Linked DNA regions of Mus musculus: region 1 is linked to region 2. A link is a contact called in public HiChIP or PLAC-seq data. All regions are on one chromosome and are shown on one strand. The core of a region is the stretch at or near the end of the contact, and the rest is flanking DNA. Distances in the headings are between cores, read along the strand shown. Region 1 overlaps Slc24a3 (solute carrier family 24 (sodium/potassium/calcium exchanger), member 3). Region 2 overlaps Dtd1 (D-tyrosyl-tRNA deacylase 1).

Region 1 (3,085 bases), core at 9-2,508, 910 kb after region 2:
TGTATTCTATATATTCATCTCCCAACTTCTTTTCTTCCTGGTAGCAGCTTCTTAAAAGGTTATGTGGGATAATCAGTATTTCGCAAGCTCTTAATTTCTAGTCTTCCCTCATGCAGCCACTAATGCCAATCATTGTACAATGTCCCGTTATCCTTAAAGCATCAGCCACAGTGGGGCACACACCAGCCAGCTTTTTAGTATGACCCACTGGGCTCCTCCCCTTAACTAAGCCACTCGCACTGCCTGATCTGAGACCTGAAGAAGTGGGTGTTCTAAATGTGGAGCAGCTAAGGGGCTCCCCATGCTGGTGAAAGAGACGGATCTGTGGGGGTGGGGGGTGTCTAGCTTCATTTTGTAGTTAGGAAAGGAAGATCTTTCAAACTTTGGCCTCTTGAAAGAAAATGATGCTCTTGATTTCCCCGTCACTTTCACTGCTTAAAATTCTAGCAATGCTGGTGATCACGATGCAGATTATGAAATCACAGTGAGTGATGCAGCCATCCCCATTTTGTGGTTATAGCTTCATCGGATTCAAACACCAGGACTGTTGTAGGGAAACAGGGGCAATTAGCATGCGCCCTCTTCTCCTGATTACAGCTAAGCCATCCTGACTTGCCTTTGCCATGTTTCTCCATCTTAAGAGAGCCATTCCCTTGGCCGTTGCCCGAGATCATCTGACATCCAAGGATCCACCTGCCTGAAATCAGCCCGACTTGTTGGGAAGATTTCTAGAGCAGACACCAGGATTGACAAGCCCGTTTCCATGGTACCCAACCACTTCTCTAAGCCTAGGGAGGGGGGAAAAGAAGAACACTTTTTTGTGTCAATTTCATTTCTGTTTGTTCACATTTAGCCCAGCTGCAGAGTATGTGGAAACCTAAGAGCTAAGCCAAGCATAGCTTCGGATGAGTCACATGTAGGTCAGAGGCCAGGACCTACCTAGGATAGCACTTCCTCAGCAAATCTGAGGCCTAGCTCTCAGCAACAGTGGATCACAGGACTGTGAGATATCTCAGTGCCTGGCTTCAAACACACATGCCACAGAGATCACCCAAGGCTTGCTTTCTCTTGGAAAAAGGTTGGGTGACTTCAAAATGCTACAGAAGGACATCACTTGGTTGCAACTCGTGAGAAGATGAAGTGTTGACGTAGATGATTTATTCCCCGATAGTGAACTCCGAGGAGTAACCACCACCCACTTGCCACATGCAACTATTTGGCTGGCTGTAGGCGCTTCGGTGGCTGCCTTGAGGTACTTCAGCTCCTTCCCAGAGCCTTGAAAATCAGGCTTGAACCACTTCATTTTAACTTCTCTGCCTAAACCATGGTGGAGGGCTGGGATGTGAGCACCACCTAGTGGTAAGAACATGGAACTGAGGAGAGATTTTTCAGGTTTCCTCTACAGGTTTTCAGGTTTCCTCTGCTACTCCTATAGCATCAACATGGGGGCAGGCAGGAAGAGGGTGTTCCCTCTTGCAGCCGGAGCACAAAAACAGAGATATTTGCACTCCCTCTCCCAAGAGAATGAAATTAAATAATATCTGTAAAGAATACCAAACCTATCTTCCACAGCAGTCTCAAGCAAAAGCAAAATGATACCTGTCTATCATTTTAACTTTCCACTCCATTAGGATGCCACCGCAATCCTACTGAAGGAACATTTCGATATCCATGCTTATTTCCTTATTTCCGGTCTTCCAGGAAGAGATGACCACGCCACCCTGCTTCCCCCATCTACCAGCCCTGTCCCCACTGATGCTCTGGGACGAACCATAAATCCCTGCCCCCTGCCCTTTCCCACAAGGGATAAGCCTGTTTCCACCTCGATTTTCTGTTTACAGGCTCAATTTACTGCCCTCTCAAAGTGCCAATGGGGGACCAAGAGTTCAAGAATATGCATCTGTGGGGGATGTTTTACATCCAAGCCACTGTGAGGAGCTTTGTACAGCCTATTTTTTTTTCTTTAAATAATCAATAGTTAAAGGCATACCAGCCCACAGCTGTTCCTAGAAAGCACACAAAGGATGCCTGTGCTTCTCTACTAAGGCTGGTTGACTCTCAGTGACTCCTTTTGTAGGATCTGCACCCCCATCTATGTACAGTCTCATTCAGATTACAGGCTCCCTAAAAGCGACATTCCTATATGACATTGCTTGCCTGCCTTCTCAGATGGAAGAGAATTAAGTCGACCTGGTCAATTAGACTCTCCTAGCGTCTCATATTCTCTTGAGCGACTATGAAGTAATTGTTCCATCCCCATGGCTGCAACTAATATTAAATTAAGTAGTTAATAAAAATGTTTTCCATCTTAAATAATCGGTTCCGTTCCATTATTTCATGATAACAATTTGTTAATGCTAGCAATTATGTAAAACAACCATGAATCATTGGGGGGGGGGGCTGGACTCCATACCACCCAGCCCAAGAGGAGGGGGATGGACTGTACACATCCAGCCCAGATCCCAGGAATGTCTCCTTGATGCCTCTAGAGCTCTTCCCCTTCTGACTTGGCATTTTCATCCAAATGTCAACTTGTTGAACTTGGAGGCCGAGACACAGTAACAAAAACATGAAGCAACGTTCTTTTAAAAAAAAAGAGAGAGAGAGAGAGAGAGCTTGTTAGAACCAGTTACAAGTAAGCATGGATCCTGCCTCCCAGACCTTTAAACTCACAGGAAGAGCTTCTGGTGGGTCTTTGAGATGTCTTTGTGTCCCAGCACAACTGGATATGATTAGAATCTCTGGAGACCAAGTCAGTGCCCACATCTGTTGGCTTCATTTGCCATCTCACCTTATGATGATCTGGCACTGCAGCCTCTGCCTTAGCGTCACCAGGGGCCTCTGCCTCCATAGGAGTGCTCCTCAAAGACCATCATCATGCTCAGAGAAGCTGTGTAACCGTTTCCATGGCTTCCTGCCTCCACAGCAGATACATCCTTAGGTCCTGTGAGTCATGTGAGCAGATGACCATGTCAAGAAAAGAGAGTCAAAATGAGGGCCAGGCCTGAGTCCTGAAATCAATTCCACAATGGGTTGAATGACACCCCAAATTATTCCTGCTTGACAAAATTTGGTTTCCCTATAT
Region 2 (3,367 bases), core at 556-3,055:
GGTGTGCACCACCACTGCCCGGTTCATCTTCCACTTTTACATGAGTTGCTAGTCTTGTGCAGCAGGCTCCTTTACCTACTGAGCCATCTTGCATGCCCTTCTCTGCTCTCTTTACATTTGATTTGACTTAGACAGGCAGGCATTTATTTGGGGACAAACCCACAGTGCCTGTGTAAGAACCAGAACTCACAGTCCACTTGTAACCTGGGCAGTTATAGGGCAGGAGATGGGAAGGTTGTAAAGGTTCCTTTTTTGACCAAGATTAGCTTTTGCGAGAAGTGAGTGAAAGAATGTCAGGTGGGTGGGTCTATTTGATTTTTTTAAAAAATAAACTTTATTTTGAGTAATTTTAGATTTATGGGGATATTATTAACAGTGCATAGGGTTCCCACACACCCATCATCCATTCTGTGTAATTATTACCAACTTATACTTCCACAGCATAGAATTGAGCAGTGGACAGAAGGTATATCACTAGCTGTAGCTCACTAGTTTTTCCATCATGTCCTCTCTCTGCTCTGGGGCCCATTCGGCCACCACAGAACATTTCATTGTCTGTGGCAGTGCCTCAGTTTGGTGGCCAGACACTCTGTGCAGTGTCTGAGGGATTTTTCTTTCTTTTTATGAGTAGACGAGGTTCTAGCTTTGGAGAGGATCTCCAAGATGAAGTGCCCTCCATTCCCCCTTGACAGCTCTGTGTGTTATTCACCTGGAACACGCAGCGCAGGCCTGATCCACTGGGAAGCCACTGTTTTCCCTTCCCCTATTCTGGTCTGTGAGACTTACGTTAGTAATTACAGCCCACTCTCAGAGAGATTCTGAGGACACGCCCACCTCTCAGAGAAGTACCCATATATATTTGTAGGGTTGCAAGCTGCCTGGATAAGTTTGATTTCAGATCAACAAGGATTAATCCCTTGCGTGGAGAGGTCCTAGGAACAATACTAGCCCCTCTCATCAGCTAGGTAACTGCTCTCACTGAGTCATAGCCCCTAGCCCAACAGCAAAGAAGTTTAAAGTGTATGTTCCTTGTAATTAGACTTTAGATTTAACTGGGCATCCTGTATTCTGTTATTTCTGGCCATCCCAATTGTTTGAAATGTGTTGGTAAGAAAGATGCTTCTCTTCCCACACCCAGTGATGTCATCACCCCCCTGGTAGTGTCTCCTTCCCACTTACTGTCTTCCTTTATCAGAGTTTGGTATGCTTCTGTGATGGTACTTTGTCTACTTAATTTTCTTTTAAAGCAATGTGGAAAATAATTTTGTTTGCTTTGAAAAAGGAATTAGTTTGTGTGTGTTTTAATAAAAAGATTTTTCTCATTACATGAGCCAAAAATCACATTAGTTTCCAGCCCTCATAAATGAAACCCAGAGTTGAAGGAAACAAGAGATTTGTGCCGAATTTCCGAGCATTGCTCATGGGCGGAGCAGGGAGCAGACACCGACTTCTCTTCAAGCGGCACCGGAGGCTACAACAGCAGCTAGCAAATGGATTCCCTCAACCTTGGCAGTGCAAGGCACTTGCGATTGCTTAAGATCCCGGACTTGTAGCAGGTGTGAGAGAGTTCTAAGTGGCTATAGAAATGAAGAAGGCTTGTGGGAGCGGGTGGAGTGCTGAAGGGATCCACGTAGTTTGCTTTTAAAAGGAAAGCCGACCTCTGGTTTCCTGGAAGTGCACACAGCCCATCAAATAGTATTGCTTTTCATTAGACAGCAATTTTGCAGTCATGATTACCTTGGGTGCTTTGTTCTCAGCAGCTGGTACCCATCAAATCAGAGCCTGCTTTTCATCACCAGCAGGTGTTCCAGGCAGCAGAAGTGACTGCCGAGCTCCAAAGATGGCTCAGTTCCTCCTACAGGGTTCCCGGTGAATGGCTTGAGGGCCTGCTCATTGGGCCAGGCAGAGATGGGTGCTGTGTTCTTCTCAGTTCAAGTGAGGGAAGGACAGCTTTGGAAAGGATGCATGTTGAAGGCAGTGAAGCTGACACACGACTGATGCAGGAGGCATTTTATGAGTTTGTTGCTCCAGTGTGGGCATTCACTTTTTTCTCCTGTCATGTGACATGTTCAGGCCTGGGGCCTGGTGCCTGAGGCCTGACTCTGCTGGATCTCCACAGACACACTCAGTGTGCCCCTCCCCCACACCTGGCACCTTTCAATCCTAGAGCCTGTCCTTTCTGCCCAGGCTTCTGCCTCTGCTTTGCCCTCTTGTTGCTGCCGCATCTTCAGAAGCTGACACAGCACTTGGTATGCAGGAGACCTTTGTCAGTTATGTGGGGAATTAACATATGTGTCCCTCTGGTTGGGATGCTTGCTTATCCCAAATGAGAAGCACTGACAGGTCAGATATCCAGGGCAGTGCCTTCTGGTAGCTGCACATACTGTGACTGGCTAATGAGTGCAGCCTGGTGCTGCCGGTTTTTGTCCATAAGAAACAAGAAACTGCTTGTAGCACAGCTTCCCGAAGGTGTTATACATGTCTGTGTTTGGGTCTTGTAATGCTCTTGAACAGAATAACATATGTTTGTCCATGTGTTTAGACTTTTAAGATGCCAGATGCCTGTAGTACCAGTTTTTATTGTCTGCTTTTGAATTATGTTTTGAAGCTTAACACATCTTGGGATACTGCTGTAGAAATGAGTGCTGAGCGCTACCTGGTTGTAGACTATAGTTTGGCAAGCATTTTGAATTTTCCTGAATTTCTGTTTGTGGGACAGTAGTGTATCAAATATGCAACTGTAAACTGTAAGGCCACCTCCTGATAATTCTAGAAAAGAGCAGGCAGTTGTGTTTTGTGGGAGGACTTTGAGTTTAAATGTTACGGTGATGAATGGCAGCTGTATTCTGCTGTTGCTTTTTTTGAGGGGGCATGGCATATAGTCTCCTGTTGTCATTGAGTCAGCAAGCCACACCTGTGGGGAAGCTTAATCCTGAGTGTCCAGTCAGATGGGCTTGTAGCAGGTATCACTGTCAGTGGTCAGGGGCAGAAGCTGAGGCCTCCAGAGACTATGGCGAGGTGCACCCTCTGGGTGGTCACCCTTCCCTTTGGAGTTTGCAGAGGACACCCGGGCCACAGTCTGAGCAGTTACTCTCTTATGAGGAGACTTAGTAGACAGCTATACCTGCCCTTTCCAGAAGGCTCTCCTTCCCCATCTTTATGCCTGCATCTGGGATCATCAGGAGGTTTTCTTTGTAGCTTTAATATCATCGAATTGAACATTTTTGCAGCTGTGGCCTCTTTGTTTTTCGGGTGTCTGCTTCCCCTTGTTCTGGCTAACAAGCTCTCTGAGGTGCTGCCTCCCCCTGGTGCGTCTGTGGGAAGCATAGCTTCCAGTCAAGGAAGGGGACTCCACAGAAGACTTATT

What was found. HiChIP or PLAC-seq counts read pairs in DNA pulled down with a chosen protein or histone mark.
Region 1: an H3K27ac HiChIP or PLAC-seq map of SST interneurons shows a contact between it and region 2, with 6 times the contacts expected there. The contact joins two enhancer-like sites. A contact is called at or near these places in 2 of 115 datasets of contacts at active chromatin or transcription factors (SST interneurons and embryonic basal ganglia) and 1 of 9 other capture datasets (embryonic stem cells).

The regions. Positions count from the first base shown.
Region 1 is chr2:145,587,268-145,590,352 of GRCm38.p6, forward strand. All of the region lies in intron 7 of Slc24a3 (solute carrier family 24 (sodium/potassium/calcium exchanger), member 3), which reads left to right. Gm52530 (a long non-coding RNA gene) reads right to left here. Exons shown (of 3, transcript XR_003953928.1): 2 at 2,792-2,944; 3 at 2,510-2,582. Among named protein-coding and RNA genes, the nearest start is that of Gm52530, 2.9 kb to the right of the region's middle. Within about 2 kb of position 1,259, at least 72 of the 459 cell types and tissues checked have an H3K27ac peak or open chromatin away from gene starts, as enhancers often do. A contact at or near this core is called in SST interneurons, where this site is marked.
Region 2 is chr2:144,675,241-144,678,607 of GRCm38.p6, forward strand. All of the region lies in intron 4 of Dtd1 (D-tyrosyl-tRNA deacylase 1), which reads left to right. Among named protein-coding and RNA genes, the nearest start is that of Dtd1, 77 kb to the left of the region's middle. Within about 2 kb of position 1,806, at least 18 of the 459 cell types and tissues checked have an H3K27ac peak or open chromatin away from gene starts, as enhancers often do. A contact at or near this core is called in SST interneurons, where this site is marked.